Regions from separate parts of the Anas platyrhynchos genome. Here region 2 is linked to region 1. A link is a contact called in public Hi-C data. All regions are on one chromosome and are shown on one strand. The core of a region is the stretch at or near the end of the contact, and the rest is flanking DNA. Distances in the headings are between cores, read along the strand shown.

The links. Hi-C and Micro-C count contacts between places; a contact is called where the count stands out from the background.
Region 2: a contact with region 1 is called in a Hi-C map of skeletal muscle, with 2.8 times the contacts expected there. The contact joins two enhancer-like sites. A contact is called at or near these places in 5 of 8 Hi-C or Micro-C datasets (liver, skeletal muscle and subcutaneous adipose tissue).

What each region holds. Positions count from the first base shown.
Region 1 is chr3:3,573,029-3,577,014 of IASCAAS_PekinDuck_T2T, forward strand. No RefSeq gene overlaps it. Among named protein-coding and RNA genes, the nearest start is that of SSTR4, 10 kb to the right of the region's middle. Within about 2 kb of position 2,588, at least 3 of the 8 cell types and tissues checked have an H3K27ac peak or open chromatin away from gene starts, as enhancers often do.
Region 2 is chr3:3,624,748-3,628,387 of IASCAAS_PekinDuck_T2T, forward strand. No RefSeq gene overlaps it. Among named protein-coding and RNA genes, the nearest start is that of CD93, 16 kb to the left of the region's middle. Within about 2 kb of position 1,929, at least 2 of the 8 cell types and tissues checked have an H3K27ac peak or open chromatin away from gene starts, as enhancers often do.

The DNA.
Region 1 (3,986 bases), core at 1,338-3,837:
GGTTTGCCAAAACTGTGGCAGATGAGCATGGGGTTTGCCAAAGTTTTGCCATAGCTAGGACCAAGAGGCCTGCATTTTGCCCAAGCTCATTCTTCTCCCATTCAACAAATAAAATGAGGCTGGGGTATGTCAAAGCCAGGGCTGCGACACATAGGGTTTGCGAAGTTTTGCTATAGACGAGGCCAAGAGGCTTCCATCTTGCCATGTATTTTTTTTTTCTGCTTTTCAGCAAAGAAAACCACACTGGTGTTGCCCAAAGCCAGGGCAGCAACACCCAGGGTTTGCAAAGTTTTGCTGTGCATGAGGTCAAGAGGCCCACATCTTGCCGTAGATCTTTCTTTTTTTTCATCAAAGAAAAGGACGTCGGGGTTTGCCAAATGCAGGGCAAAGTCACCTAAGGTTTGCCAAAGCTTTGCAGTAATAGAGGCAAAGTGCCCTGCATTTTGATGTAGATCTTTCTTCTTCTGTTTAGAAAAGAAAAGGACAAGGTGGGTTGGCAAAGCCGGGGCAGATGTACCCAGGGTTTGCCAAAGCACAGCTGTAGCTGAAGCCAAGAGGCCTGCATGTTGCTGTAGATTGTTCTTTTCATTAAAAAAAAAAAAAAAAAAGCACACTGGGGTTTGCCAAAGCCAGAGCAGAGTAGCACAGGGTTTGCGAAGTTTTGTCGTGGCCAAGGTCAAGAGGTCCGCGTCTTGCTGTAGATTGTTCTTCTTTTGTTCAAGAAGGAAAAGCACACTGGGGTTTGGCAAAGCCAGGGCAGAGATGCCCACTGTTTTCCAAAGCTCTGCCGTAGCTGAGGCCAAGAGGCCTGAATCTTGTGTAGACGGTTCTTTTTATTTTCATCAAAGAAAAACGGATGTCAGTGTTTGCCAAAGCCGCGGCAGAGACGCCCAGGGTTTGACAATGCTTTGCAGTAGAGGCCAATTGGCACATGTTTTGCTGTAGCAAATGCCAAGAGCCTTGCATTTTGACATAGATATTTCTTCTTTTTAGCAAAGAAAAAGATGTTGGGGTTTGCTAAAGCTGGGGCAGAGGCACCCAGGTTTTGCCAAAGTTTTGCTGCAGCCAAAGCCAAGAGGCCTGCATCATGCTGCAGATAGTTCTTCTGTTTATCAAAGAAAATGACACTGGGGTTTGGCAAAGCCAGGGCAGAGTTGCCCAGTGTTTGCCAAAGCTATTCCATAGTTTAGGCCAAGAGGCCTGAATCTTGCCATAGCCAAGGCCAAGAGGCCCGCATCTTCCCTAGATCATTCTTTTCCTGTTCAACTACGAAAATGAAGCCATTTTGGCCGAAGCCAGGGCAGATGTGCCCAGGGTTTGCCAAAACTCTGCTGTAGGCAAGGCCAAGAGGCCCACATTTTACCGCACATCTTTTTATCAAAGAAAAGCACACCAGGCTTTGGTAAAGCTGGGGTAGAGGCACCCAGGGTTTGCCAAAGCTTTGCCATTGCTGAGGCCATGAGGCCCACATCTTGCCATAGCCAAGGGCCAAGAGGCCTACGTCTTGCTGTAGATCGTTCTTTTTGTCAAAGATAAGGACATAGCTGTTTGCCAAATTTGGGGCAGAGTTGCCCAAGGTTTCCCAAAGCTTTGCCAAGTGGCCCACACTTTGCTGTAGCCAAGGCCAAGAGGCCCGCATTGTGACATAGATCCTTCTTCTTCTGTTTAGCAAGGAAAAGGAAAACGGGGTTTGCCAAAGGTGGGACAAAGGCACCCTGGGTTCACCAAAGCTCTGCCGTTTCCGAGGGCGAGGAGCCCACATTTTGACATAGCCAAAGCCAAGGGGCACGTGTTACCATGTAGATGGTTCTTCTTTTCACCAAAGAAAAGGCTGCCCAGGGGGTTGCCAAAGCCGGGGCACTCTACGTGTGCCCCATGCAAGGGACAAGTCTCCACTGTCATCCCTTTTCTGAGACCAGCTGTGGTAGGATGCCAGGCAGTGATGTGCTAACCCTCATTTGTCGGGGGTACTCCTGCGGTGCATGTAGATCCCAGCCAGATTTGATTTAGAGCTGCACAAAGCACATGCAGCCCTCTGCTTTGCTCACCCTGCAGAGCACCCAGCAGGGAGCAGCACCCCACTGCCCAACCTCCCACAGGAGGACTAGCCCCTTCTGCAGCATTTATATGGGAATGCAGCAATCGGCCCAGATGCCTACCTGATGAGTCCCCATTTATCCATTAATTTAACTACTCAGCTGCTAATACAGAGACCTGCCTGCTCCCTATCTCTTAACCTTTCCCTCAGCATTCATAGGCTCTTCTGCTTCTCCTGCTACCTGGGGCCAATCCCTTGGCTGTGATTTTGGGGCAGAAGATAATTAGTTTGGGGGTATTGCCAGGATAAGGAATGAAAGCACATGTCCAGCATGCTGTCAGCACAATGGGAACAGCTCTTGCACAAGCTGAGCAGCCCCCTTCCTACAGGAACCCATTCCCTGGACTTGGTGAGGAGGAGGAGGAGAGGACACGCTGGAGTTCGGGTAGCAGCATTGTGAGTCCTGCTGCCAGCAGAGCTGGGAGGACGTGGCCACACCAGGACGTTTCGCTTATGAGCAATGTCTTACTAACTGCCAGGAACTGTTCTGATTCAGCTGAAATTGTTCAGGCTTTTTGATAACTCAAAATATTTGGGAGGGAGAGAGGGCTGCCTGGGTCCCAGCCAGTTCCTCTCCCTTTCCCTTGAGTGAGAGGAAGGTACTTCGATGTGTTTAGCAAAGCAAGCACTTTCTGAGTCATTGAACCCTGGCTTTTTTTTTTTTTTTTTTTTTTTTTTCCAGTTTGGCTGGGGCTGAGTACATGCTGTCAGATGCCCTCAGTTCAAGCAGGGTTTTTTCTTCTTTTTTTTTGACACACAGTAACTCATGCTGCTTCCTGAGGTTCAAACCCTCCTCCTGCAAACGTCTGTGGGGCTGGCTGGGAAGAGGGCTGTTCTGGGGGACAGGACAGGACTTGTGTGGGGGGCACCCTGCATGGGCTGGGATTTTGCTGATAGAGGTGGGCAGGCATTACAAAGAAAGACACATTCAGTTCATTCTTGTGAGTTGAAGGGACGCTAACGTGCATTGAAACTGTCCATCTGAATTAGCAGTTCAGAATCAGGTCATGGAAATCTCTGCAGCATATTTATTTCCTTTTAATTCAGAGCAAACTGAGTATGAAAAGAAAGAAACTTGATCTGCTGCTAAGGAAGATGTGGGAAGGACGAGGCGGATGTGTCTGACACTGGCAGAACTGGGGAAGCTCTAAGAAATACTTCTGCAAACAGTTTGCTCACTTAGAAATGTGTGTGTTGGCCAGCAGTAAGCGATGAGTGAAACTCGACTGTGCCTCTTGGATCTGTGCTGCAGTGCAAGCCAGGCTTGCACCTCAGCACCGTGCTGCAAGCGCAGAGAAGAGCTGCAGCCTGTGGCCAGGGGGAGGACGCAGCTCCCGGCCCCTCACTGGGCATGAGGGGCATTGTGGACCTCAGCTGGGATGCTGAGCTGCTCAGACGCTGGGGTGCTGGGATGCTCCCTGGTGAAGCATTCTCCAGCAGGGTTCTGGAATAGTGAGGCACAAGGGGGAGATAATTGCAGAACATCTATTTAATAAGAGGTCTCAGTTGTCCCTGTGGCTCCTCATGAGCTCCTGCAAGTCTGGGCTTAAGGATTTATTGCTTGAAATAAGAATTCCAGCACGTGACACTGACCTTGGCTGACTTGAGTGAGGAAATGCTCTCCTCATTTGCACTGGTTTTCACTCATCCCCAATGCACAGGGTCCAAAGCACAGGCACACATAGTTTGTGCACAGTGCATCACTTGTGCACAATGCATTGCTTGAGCACAACCGCATTGCTGGTGCGAAGCCCGCACATCCCCAGGCACAGTCTTTGCTGCCATTAGGGCTGCAGGCAAAACACGGTTATGTATTTCTGACACAATTCGCCCGATCTGCTGTTATTTTGTGTCACCAGATGGCACTGCTGCTGTCAGCTGGAAGAAA
Region 2 (3,640 bases), core at 679-3,178, 51 kb after region 1:
CCCATGCCAAAATACACGTGTGTGGATATACACCCACGTGTATATTTATATATACATACACATCTATAGGTGTATTTTTTCATGTCGCAGTCCCTGGAGTGACGTGATGCTTCAGATTTTATTTTGTGAAAAAGCTTCTAGGCCCGTTGCACAGAAATCCCTGGAGATCTGCCCAACCCTCGCACTTAAACTAAAGCAAATAAAACAGCGTTGTTGTTGTTTTGTTTGTTGGTTTTAAATAAAAAGCTACCTGCAGGCACAGGTAGGGGCTGGGCCCACTTGAGATGCAGCAGCCCTTTGGCTGGGGTCCCTGTGCCCCTGGTGGCAGAGCCGTGAGGCTGGCAGAGGGACAACACACGCAGCAGTCCCACCGAGACCCTTGCAGGCTCCTGGAGCCTCTGGGGGACAATTTGGGAGCCCCTGTGGCTGTTCCGTGCCCTTCCAGAGCATGCGGGGCAATCACTGCTTGCCCCTCACTTGGTGTACGTGTGCACATTCAAGTGCATGCATGGATGTGCATATAAACGTAGGTGGAACTGCACACAGATAGGTCCATGTGCGGACACAGATAATGCATGCGCGCAGGGTCAGCAAAGGAGTTTGCCCAGCACCTCCCTGCCAAGACAATAATGTGGCTTTGTCCAGAACGTGTCTCCACCTCGATCAGAAGAACCCAAGAGAACAGGAGGAAGCGGCTTAACGACCCAGAAAAAGGAAACCAAGATTTCAAACAAAGGGAAAAGTTTATTAAGGCGTTACCAAAGCCAGACTGTCCTGGAAATGATGTTCAGCATTGTTCGGCAGCCGCCCATGGCTGAATTCAAAGGCGTGCCGTGCTGTGCCTTAAAAAAAAAAAGCACACGTGCAGGCAACGCTCACGTTTGCAGGGCACTTTCTCTGCTCCAGCATCAGTTTTGGCCCTGCAGGACTTGTCCTGGGAAATATGCTCAGAGGAGAGCATGGTGGTCCCTGGCAGGACGTGGCACAGAAAAACCTCAACGCAGACATCCATGGAGAGGAACAGATCCCACCTGAAGGTCGCTGTGGCAGCAGGGTCCCTCCCCCCTCCCAGCTGCATCATTCTGGTTCCCAAAGCCCCCTTCCTCCTCCCCAGTTCCTCAGCCTTGTGTTTGTGGCATTAATTACCAAATAGTAAAGCAATTAGTAATTAGCCATGCCTCTGCTGCTGTGGCATGTAATGGTTCGGTCTCAGAGCAGAATGACACGTGAATCGACAGCATTTGGGGACCGTGTCCTTAAACTCATCTTTGTTTAGGGGGGCTGCCTGTTGAACCCCTGCAGAGCTTTTGGGGATGTTACGCTGTCCTTCCCATTCGGTGGGGGCACAAAACCCATCTTCCCAGCAAAGCGGTGCCTGCTGGGGCCATGCAGGAAACTGAAGCGCCCCACGCCACAATGCATTATTTCCTGCAGGGAGGCACCCCGCAATACAGGAAAGCATCAGCAGTTTTCTACGGCCATCGCGCCCTTGGGGCAGTCTCAGACAGCTCTGCCGCCACATCCAGTGCGTGCCTCCACATCACCCCACAGTGCTGGGGCCTGGGGCTGCCTGAGCCCAAGCGTGGCCTGTGTATGAACATAGAATAAATAAAAATAAAGAGCAAACACAAATGCCCTCTCTGGAAAGCAACCAGGACTCGGAGGAGGAGGATGCTGGCATGGAAAACCCGTCTCGCTCCTCTCACCACCGTGGGAAAGGTGCCCAGTGCGCCAGCTCTCCTCCTAGCCATCACCACAGCTCCAAAACCTCCCTGCTGAGCATCAGTCTGAGACCAAGAACGATCAAAACACAGGCATTCTTCCAGCGAACTCTGCCATAAATCTATTTATGCAGTGATGCAACCTTATGCTAAGAGCAGTGACTCAGAAGGCGGCACAGCACGGATCCTGTGCAGCCCATCTTCACCACAGCTGGCTTTCTGTGCCTCGTCACCGTGTTATGTGAGCTGGGCTTGTCCCCACGCGCTGCTCTGGGGCTGTGCTGTTCTGAAAATCTGGTTCCAAAAAGTTGTTTGGTTCCTTTGGCAGAGATCCTCAGGGCTGTTGTGGCTGCCAGTTAAATACGGGGGGTTTTATTGTGCGGTTTCTGGTTATCTTGGGGGGGAAATAGACTGTCCTCGGTGCGTGCGTTCTCACAGCATGTGGCTGTTGGAAATGCCAGTCCTCAGGGCCTGGGTTATGGGGAAAGGAAAGGCAGAAAAAAAAGTTTCGGCTCCATCAGTTTGGGTTTGATTTTCTTCTCGCGGACACCCACTGCTGGGCTCGCTGGCACTGGGGAGAAGCCCCGGGGCTGCAAGGGGCGCACGCTCCCCTGGTGATGAAGGTGCCTGCTCTGGAGTTGTGCCGAGGGATGCTGCCGCCCCTTGGCAGCATTTAATTTTTTTCCTGCACTTTGGTGATTTGCCCACAGGTGAGAAACACAAGTGCGCGCCTCACCAGGGCGGCGGCTGGTGTGGGATTGCATCGCCCCCATTCACACACAAAGTCCTTGCACCGTTTTGCTGCACGGCCTCCCATGAAATAATCTCTGCAGATAAGCATCTGGATCCTGCCATTGTTATCCAAAAAGGAGCAGCGGGAGGAGAAAGGTGGGGAGTGAAAGATGGTCCCCCCCCCAGCAGCTAGGGCAGCGAGGGGCCACGGGACAGCCCGGGCGCAGATTTTGCAGATTTGTTTGTCTTTCGGGGGGAGAAAAATTCCAGCTCCGCTCTCAGCAATCGCACAAGTTTTCTCGCTGCTGGATAATATTGCTTTCCCCTTCCATTGTACTTGCACAAAGCAAAACCTCCAGCTGCAAGTTATCTTTTTTCACTGAGCAGGCAGCCCTGCTCAGTCATGAAACCACAGCCTCCACGTGCTCGAGAGCTTGAGGGGAGCAGAAAGGGGAACAGGGCTTGTGCAGGACGCGAGGGTTTGCCATTAGCTTCGTGAGGAGCGCCAGCCAGGAGACCAAACCACACCAAACGGTTGCTGGTGTTGATAACAATCCTGGTGTAAATCATTGGGTTACTGCAAAATAAAATGATCGTGCTAGAAGTCGTTCGAGAAGAAAACCTCCCCTGCACCCTGCTTCGCTCCTCCGTGGTGCTTCTTGTGCTCCTGCTCCTCCGACACCAATAGTGGCAGGAGCTTTACCGCTGTGTGAGCTACAATCAGCACAGCCAGATGAACATTTTCCTTCAAAACAAGGAAAAAAATTTTGCAGACTTTTTTTCCAAGCCTGTAGTGATTTTTCCCTGAGCATGACCAGTGATTTTGCCACTCGAAGCACAGGAGTGGTGATTCTCACAGCCCGCTTTCCCCATGACTGCAAGCCCCCAGCCCTGGCTGGGCTGCTCACCAGCGGGTGTGAAGGGAAAGCTCGCGGCACATCCCACAGCCCGTCCCCACAGCCACCTGCGTGCCCTGGCCTCATCCAAGCCCAGCTGGAGGCAAGTGCAGCCTTTCCACTGACCTCACTCCCCAAATATTCCCTCCCCCTGTTTTTGCAGGAAGGAAAGGAGCGCAGAATTAAGGACTGGATACACAGAAGGACTGAAGGAAAAATTCATGTCCTAGGCTGTCACAAAATGCACCCAAAAGCTTGGCGGTGGCTGTGGGATGCCTGGCGACCACCTGC